Regions from separate parts of the Hordeum vulgare genome. Here region 1 is linked to region 2. The links are chromatin contacts, called in public Hi-C maps. All regions are on one chromosome and are shown on one strand. Each heading gives the region's core, a stretch centred on a gene start, on an enhancer-like site or on the middle of the called end of the contact. The rest is flanking DNA. Distances are from core to core; before and after follow the strand shown. Region 1 holds the start of LOC123424596. Region 2 holds the start of LOC123424594.

Region 1 (3,105 bases), core at 284-2,783, 170 kb before region 2:
CTCTCGCTCGCATTGGTCGCAGTAGATCGCCGTCTTGTCGGTGAACTCGCCGTCGGCGTCGAGGTCGAACTCGCTGGAGCCGCAAACGGCGCACCTGCAGGAGGGGCAGAACCACTCCCCTTGCGGGGTGGCGTCGAGGCCGACGCAGCCGTGGTGGAACGTGGAGGGGCAGCAGTCGCAGAGCAGCACGTCGCCGAAGTCGGCGCAGACGGAGCACACGAAGTCGCCGCCCTCCAGCTCGGGCGGGCATTTGCGCTTCAGCCTCGCGCGCGGCGACGGCGAGCCCATGGTCTTGTTGCCGCCGCCGCCGTGGGCACGCATCAGCTGAACCAGGCACTGCGACAGCGACCTGCCGTCGTTGAGGTACACGCTCGCCGACGGCCGCTCGGCGCCGCACTCGCCGCCGAGGGCGTGGGCCGCGAACTCTGCCACGGTGAAGGACTTGCGGCCGCAGCCGCACGCGCACCGTATGGTCCCTTGCGCGGTGAGCGTGCCCTGCTTGACCGGAGGCTCGTCCCTGGTTCGCTTGTAGGACAGCTTGGCCGTCGGGGGAACGATCTTCTTGTCCATGAGCACCGCGATGATCGTCCTTGAGCGGGTCGGCTGGCACGCCGCCGCCGCCGCAGCAGCAGCAGCCTGAGCCTTGTCGCCGTCTTTGGTCCTCGGCCGCAGCACGCGCACCAGCGACGCCGCGGGGGACGCAGCACAAAGTTGAGGAGGCGCCGACGACGCTTTCTTCCTCTTTCTGGCGGCGTATTTCTCGAGGGCGTCGTCGGCGTAGAGCGCGGAGACCCTCCTCATCTTCCGGTGCTTCGCGAGGCAGCACTCCCTGGAGAACGGGTTGCGGACGGCCGGCCCACGCTCGTCCTCGCCGCCGCCAAAACCCGTCTCACGGCCGCCATTTTCCGCATTGATCTCCTTGCTCTTCCTGGACGAGCAATCCGGCGCCGCGCTCTTCCTCTTCATACCCGGCTTGCCGCTCGTCCTACTCCTCGGCGGCGCGGTGCTGAACTGCTGGAACTTCTTGCAGGCGACGATGAGGGAGATGTAGGAGGCGCCGTGGGGCGCCTGGTAGCGGAGCTCCTGGCGGCCGTCGCACTTGGCCTTCTTGTACAAGGTCCAGCCGGAGGAGAGCAGGCTGTCCCTGGCCCTGCGCCGCAGCTCGTCGCCGCCCGGGCCGCGGCCGCCGCCGGCCATGAACTCGACGTACTCCGCGATGGCCATGGTCGTCGTCCGGCGCGATGGGAGCTTGGGAAGACGGATCGCTTTCCGTTGAGGTACCTACCAATTCCGGCGGATGGCGAGTGTTGTTGGCATCGGTTATGATCGCAGGTGTTGGCCGGTATATATCGGTTACGAGCCGTGGTGCGAGTCGGATACGTAGGAGCCTCGGCCCTCGGTGTGATTTTTGGTGAGCCCGACCCGGGCCCGGCCCGTCTCCCGTTGCCGTACCCGCTTCCCATAGTCGCTCTCGCCCACTTTCGTCTTCACCTCACCCGCTCCCCCCCCCCCCCCCCGCCCCCCTTGCTGCCGCGAACCAGTCACCAGTCCTCGCCGCCGTCGCCGTCGACGTCCCCGCCGCAGCCGGCGTCGAACCGCCCCGTCCCCGATGTTCGCGAAGCGCTTCCTGCAGAAGAAGCTGCACCAGGTCTCGCCCCGTCCCCTCCCCCGCTCTGTCCCGTCAGATTTGGGGTCGACCAGATCACCTTCGCCGGGGCTGGCCGGCGGGGTTTCCTTCCGGAGCTGACACTGTCCTTCTGCTGGTGATTCTGTGTGTCTGGCTGTTGCTGCAGGGAGGGGGCGGAGAAAAAGGAGGAGGTGGTGGAGGAGGGGCGGCGGCGGCCGGCGATGCGGCCCAGCTGGACGCGCAGATCGCGCTCCACTACGGGGTCCCCTACGCCGCCTCCGTCATGGCGTTCGACCCCGTGCAGCGGCTCCTCGCCGTCGGGACGCTGTGAGTCCCCAACCTCCACTGCAAAATAGTACTCCCTCCGTCCCAAAATAAATGTCTCAACTTTGTATTAGCTCTAATACAAAGTTGTACTAAGCTTGAGACAGTCATTTTGGGACGGAGGGAGTACTAAAACCGAAGCTGATGTCTCTGTCAAGTTGTGTTTACTCTCTGAGCCCGAGCAGCAAACCATTTCCTGTCATACAGAAAGGCATCCAAATAAGCATGTAAAGCAGGTCATGCATTTGCAGTGTTCCATCCCGCCTTCAGCTCTTAGGCTTGAACACTTAATGCGTGTTGAGATCATTGATCGATTCGAGCTAGTAGAGCATGCCGGCAAGCCGTTGAGCACGTTTTCTGTGTCCATGTCGTGTTCACCTCCTGTTGGATTGATGGTGACCGCGCTTCAAACTGCAGGGATGGCAGGATAAAAATCTTTGGGGGTGATAATATTGAAGGCATCCTCATATCGCCAAAGAGCATGCCATACAAGTATCTTCAGGTTTGGCTTTCCATCCAATGACTGATCATTATCTACTTTCACCATGCGTGTTTAGACAATGAACTCAGTGGAAAAATGCTGAGTTCTTTTTTTTTTTTTTTAGTTTGGGTTGGTTTGAAGTGGAGGGTGTTCCTTTTCTAGTGAAGTCGATTTTATCTTTGACTGAAACTCTAGCCAGTACAGTCCTTTGGGTTCCTTCCATGTTACTTGCCTCAGTAAATTGTACACTTTCACCCTCTGGCCTCTGCCTTAGTTATATAGTTCTCTGAAGAAACTGCGTGCCACCAGAAGCTACTTTTGCATGCTACACTAGTAACTAGCTACTTTGTACTTGCTTACGTCTTTCGTAACCTCTAAAACCCTATATCTGATTGCCAGTTGTAAAAGTGAGTAATGGATTGTCATGTATTGCAGTTTATACAAAATCAGGGGATACTAATTGCAGTTTCTAATGAGAATGAAATCCAGGTATGGCATTGAGAGATAGCTGTTTGTTGTATCCAATTTCCTTTTCTTTTTCATCCTTCTGCTTTTTGGAGAAAGTTTTTTCCCTTTTACGTTGGAGACTACCACTACTCTTATATGTATAAATAAGGTGTCCAATGCATTCATGCTCATGGATTGCTTCACACTCCAACTTTCCACATTATAT
Region 2 (3,222 bases), core at 557-3,056:
GCTCGTGAGCTCTCGTTAACAGACTAAGTATGTTACGATCTATGGATAAGAATATATGTGTGGTTGTTATGAAGAAGATGGATACTACACGAGGAGGTGCACTAGTTTGTTGTCTCCTATAGGCTTGGTTGGGTCGATTAGATTGAATAGATTGGCTTGGTCGTCTTCGAAGTGGTATAATTTTTGTTACATAAGACAAAATTATGTGTTGTATGATACTAAGGAGCTTAACGAGTTGCTCGCCTACACGTCCGCTCGAGTGGACTGGCCCAATAACCTGAGCGCGAGAAGTTTTAGGAAGGTTCTATCTACAGTTTGGATTGATTTTACGAACCTTCTATTTCTGTTTTTTTCCTGTGTTTTTCTTTATGGGTTCTTATTGGGTTTCTTTCGTTTTTTAGATTTCCTTTTTTCCTTTTCTTTTTTTTTCTATTTCAAATTCATGTCGATTGTTTTAATACACCTTGAATATTTTTCGTATGCATATTGAACATTTTTCAGTTTCATGTTGAACATATATTCGAATCACACATTTGTACAATGCACATTTGAACATTTTTTATATACACAATTAACAAATTTTAAAAATGCCATTAACAGTTTTTGTAAAATGAGCAAAATAATTCTGAAGTGTTTATGAACAGTTTTTCAAATGGCACAAACATTTTTATACGTTATGAACATTTCAGAAAATTGTACGAACACAATTTTATATTCCACAAACATTTTTCTAAAATGCCATGAACATGTATTTTAATCGTGGACATTTGTAACTGTCATGAATAAATTTTAATTGTACAAACATCTTTTTACAATTATGCGAACATATTTTCATATTTTTTTACCAATTATGCGAGGCAAAACAGAGGAGGTTCTGCAGCTGCTATTTGTCGAGATGCGAACGGAAATTACATGGGCAGTTCATCCCTAGTCATCCCTGGAGTTCATGATGTAGCGACCCTTGAAGCAATCGCGTGTAGGGAGGCGTTGTCTTTGACGGAAGATCTGCTGGTGCACAACTTTATTATAGCCTCGGACTCTAAACAAGCAATCAATGACATCAATCTTGGCAACAGGGGATGTATGGTTCGATCATATAGGAGATCAATGACGGCGCTATCGGCTTTAACTGTACCTTTACCTTTGAGGGACGGGCAACGAATGCTGACGCCCATAACATTGCTAAATTTTCACTTTCCTTACAACCGGGGCACCATTTGTGGCTTGGTCATCCCCATGCAAATTGTATCCCACAAACTATGGATTATGATCAATAAAGTTTGGTTTCACCTCTAAAAAATGAATGTGTTTTTTTAAATCTAATCATTTTTCTAAATGTTGTGCATTCATTTCAATGGTTACTAATATTTTTCGTATGTCATGAATATCTTTTCGAAAGTGGATGAGCAAATGCTGTGAACAAATTTTGCACGAACAAAAATGCCTCCGAGCATACAATTTGTTGAAAACATTTTTGGAGTACATATACATATAAAGAAAGGAAAAGCAAAAAAAAAACCAGCAAAAGGGTACCAAGCCTCCATCAACTATTGTATTTTCATTAGGTTGTGCATAAACTTTTTTTATAAGAGGGTGTGCATCAACTATTGCTTTTTTTTTAAAAGGTTTGTAGGTCTCCATCAACCATTGCTGCACAAGCGTGAACGCTGTGAAGATGGGCCTGGCCCATGAGCAACAGAGTTCAATCATGTCGCTGCTCGTCCCATGATACCCAACAGGCCCGCTTACGCCCCGATTGGATACTTAAAGGCACACCAAAAGGGCCGAGCCATTAATAATTTATTAAGCAAGAAACAGAAAAAGGTTTAAAGAGGGGGAAGAAACCACCACTGCTCCCAGGACGCGCGTCGCCGGGGATCGCCGGAGCTAGGGTTCCGACGGCCCGATGGCGGTGGCCCTCCCGCCAGCCCTCCCTCCCCACGGCCTCCCCCACCCGGACGCCTCTGCCGGGGACATGGGCCCGCGCCTCCTGCAGGTGCGCGGGCTCCGCCGGCTGCCGCTCCACGAGCTCGTCCCCCGCCTCGCCGAGCTCCGCGCCGACGAGGCCGGCCCCGTGCGCAAGCTCGTCGCCGAGTGAGTAATCCCGCCTCCCGCCCCTCTCATCGGTCCGTTCCGTCGGGGCGCTTCGGTGCTCCGTTCCGCTAGTCAGTTCCGTCCGCAGCTTAACCTTGCTGCCTCCTGCCAGTCCGAGTCGATGAAACTTAAATTGATGCCGAATCCCGCAACGAAAGTAGCAGCGAAGTTCCAACCAAATGTGTAATCTTTCTGTTATAAAACGTTCTGGAGTTCCATGCGTTGCGGTGGGCAGTTACTCAAATGTGCAATTTGCTTACTAGCAGTAGTACCAAATGCCAAGGTTTCATGCGGTGGAATGGCGGCCGAATGCTTTCTGCCATGATATCATCTGATCTTGTTCTTGCCACACACCGAAGTATCTTGACTTATGCTTAATTCGACTCGTCCACCTGACATAGGATGATTGGTGAGATTGGGTCAAAGCACACTGTTTTTATACCCGACATGATGCCCTCTCTGCTGGATCTTCTGAATGACGAGACGCCGGCGGTCGCGAGACAGGCTGTTAAAACGGGAACAGACTTATTTGCCAAAGTACTGCAAGAGCTCGTTGTCCAGGTAACGCTAACAGCAGCACCTATAAGAGTTGCCTGTGTGTAGACTTTGACTCATATTGCTGTCTGCCGGTCCTAAATCCAGGGTTTGTTCTCGAGTGGGGGGATCGACGATTCGCTCAAATCATCATGGGAATGGATGCTCAAGCTTAAATCAGCGGTGTCGCTCATGGCATTCCAGGTAAGCGACTATCCTCTTTTTCGCATCCAGTTAATTGCATCATCTTGGCTTACAGTTCCTTTCATTTTTGGCATCTCCATGTCAGCCTACCGGCAATGAAGGAGTCAGGTTGCTGGCTGTTAAGTTTGTTGAGAAAACAGTTCTTATGCACACCCCGGATCCTAATATCGCATCTGATCCACCAAACCAAGCCATAGAAGGTAGAACAGTGCTGTACTAGTTTGTACGAATGGCCTGTTTAACATTTGGATTTATGACATCATAATCTGGCAATCCTTTTTAGATATGGGATTCAATATAGCATGGTTAAGGGGAGGTCACCCTTTGCTTAATGTTGGTGACCTAGCCATGGAAGCCAGCCAGAGCCTGGGACTGTTGCTAGAACAACTG

What was found. A called contact is a pair of places that touch in the nucleus more often than the background predicts.
Region 1: a Hi-C map of seedling shows a contact between it and region 2, with 3 times the contacts expected there. The contact joins the promoter of LOC123424596 here to the promoter of LOC123424594 in region 2. A contact is called at or near these places in 2 of 6 Hi-C or Micro-C datasets (leaf and seedling).

The regions. Positions count from the first base shown.
Region 1 is chr2H:26,548,491-26,551,595 of MorexV3_pseudomolecules_assembly, reverse strand. It overlaps LOC123424596, which reads left to right and starts at 1,533. Exons shown (of 24, transcript XM_045108238.1): 1 at 1,533-1,648; 2 at 1,794-1,954; 3 at 2,369-2,453; 4 at 2,868-2,921. The coding sequence starts at 1,610. It overlaps LOC123425132 (increased DNA methylation 1-like), which reads right to left and starts at 1,224. Exons shown (of 5, transcript XM_045108806.1): 1 at 1-1,224. The coding sequence starts at 1,224.
Region 2 is chr2H:26,382,941-26,386,162 of MorexV3_pseudomolecules_assembly, reverse strand. LOC123424594 reads left to right here and starts at 1,806. Exons shown (of 28, transcript XM_045108233.1): 1 at 1,806-2,094; 2 at 2,496-2,655; 3 at 2,737-2,832; 4 at 2,918-3,032; 5 at 3,116-3,222. The coding sequence starts at 1,907.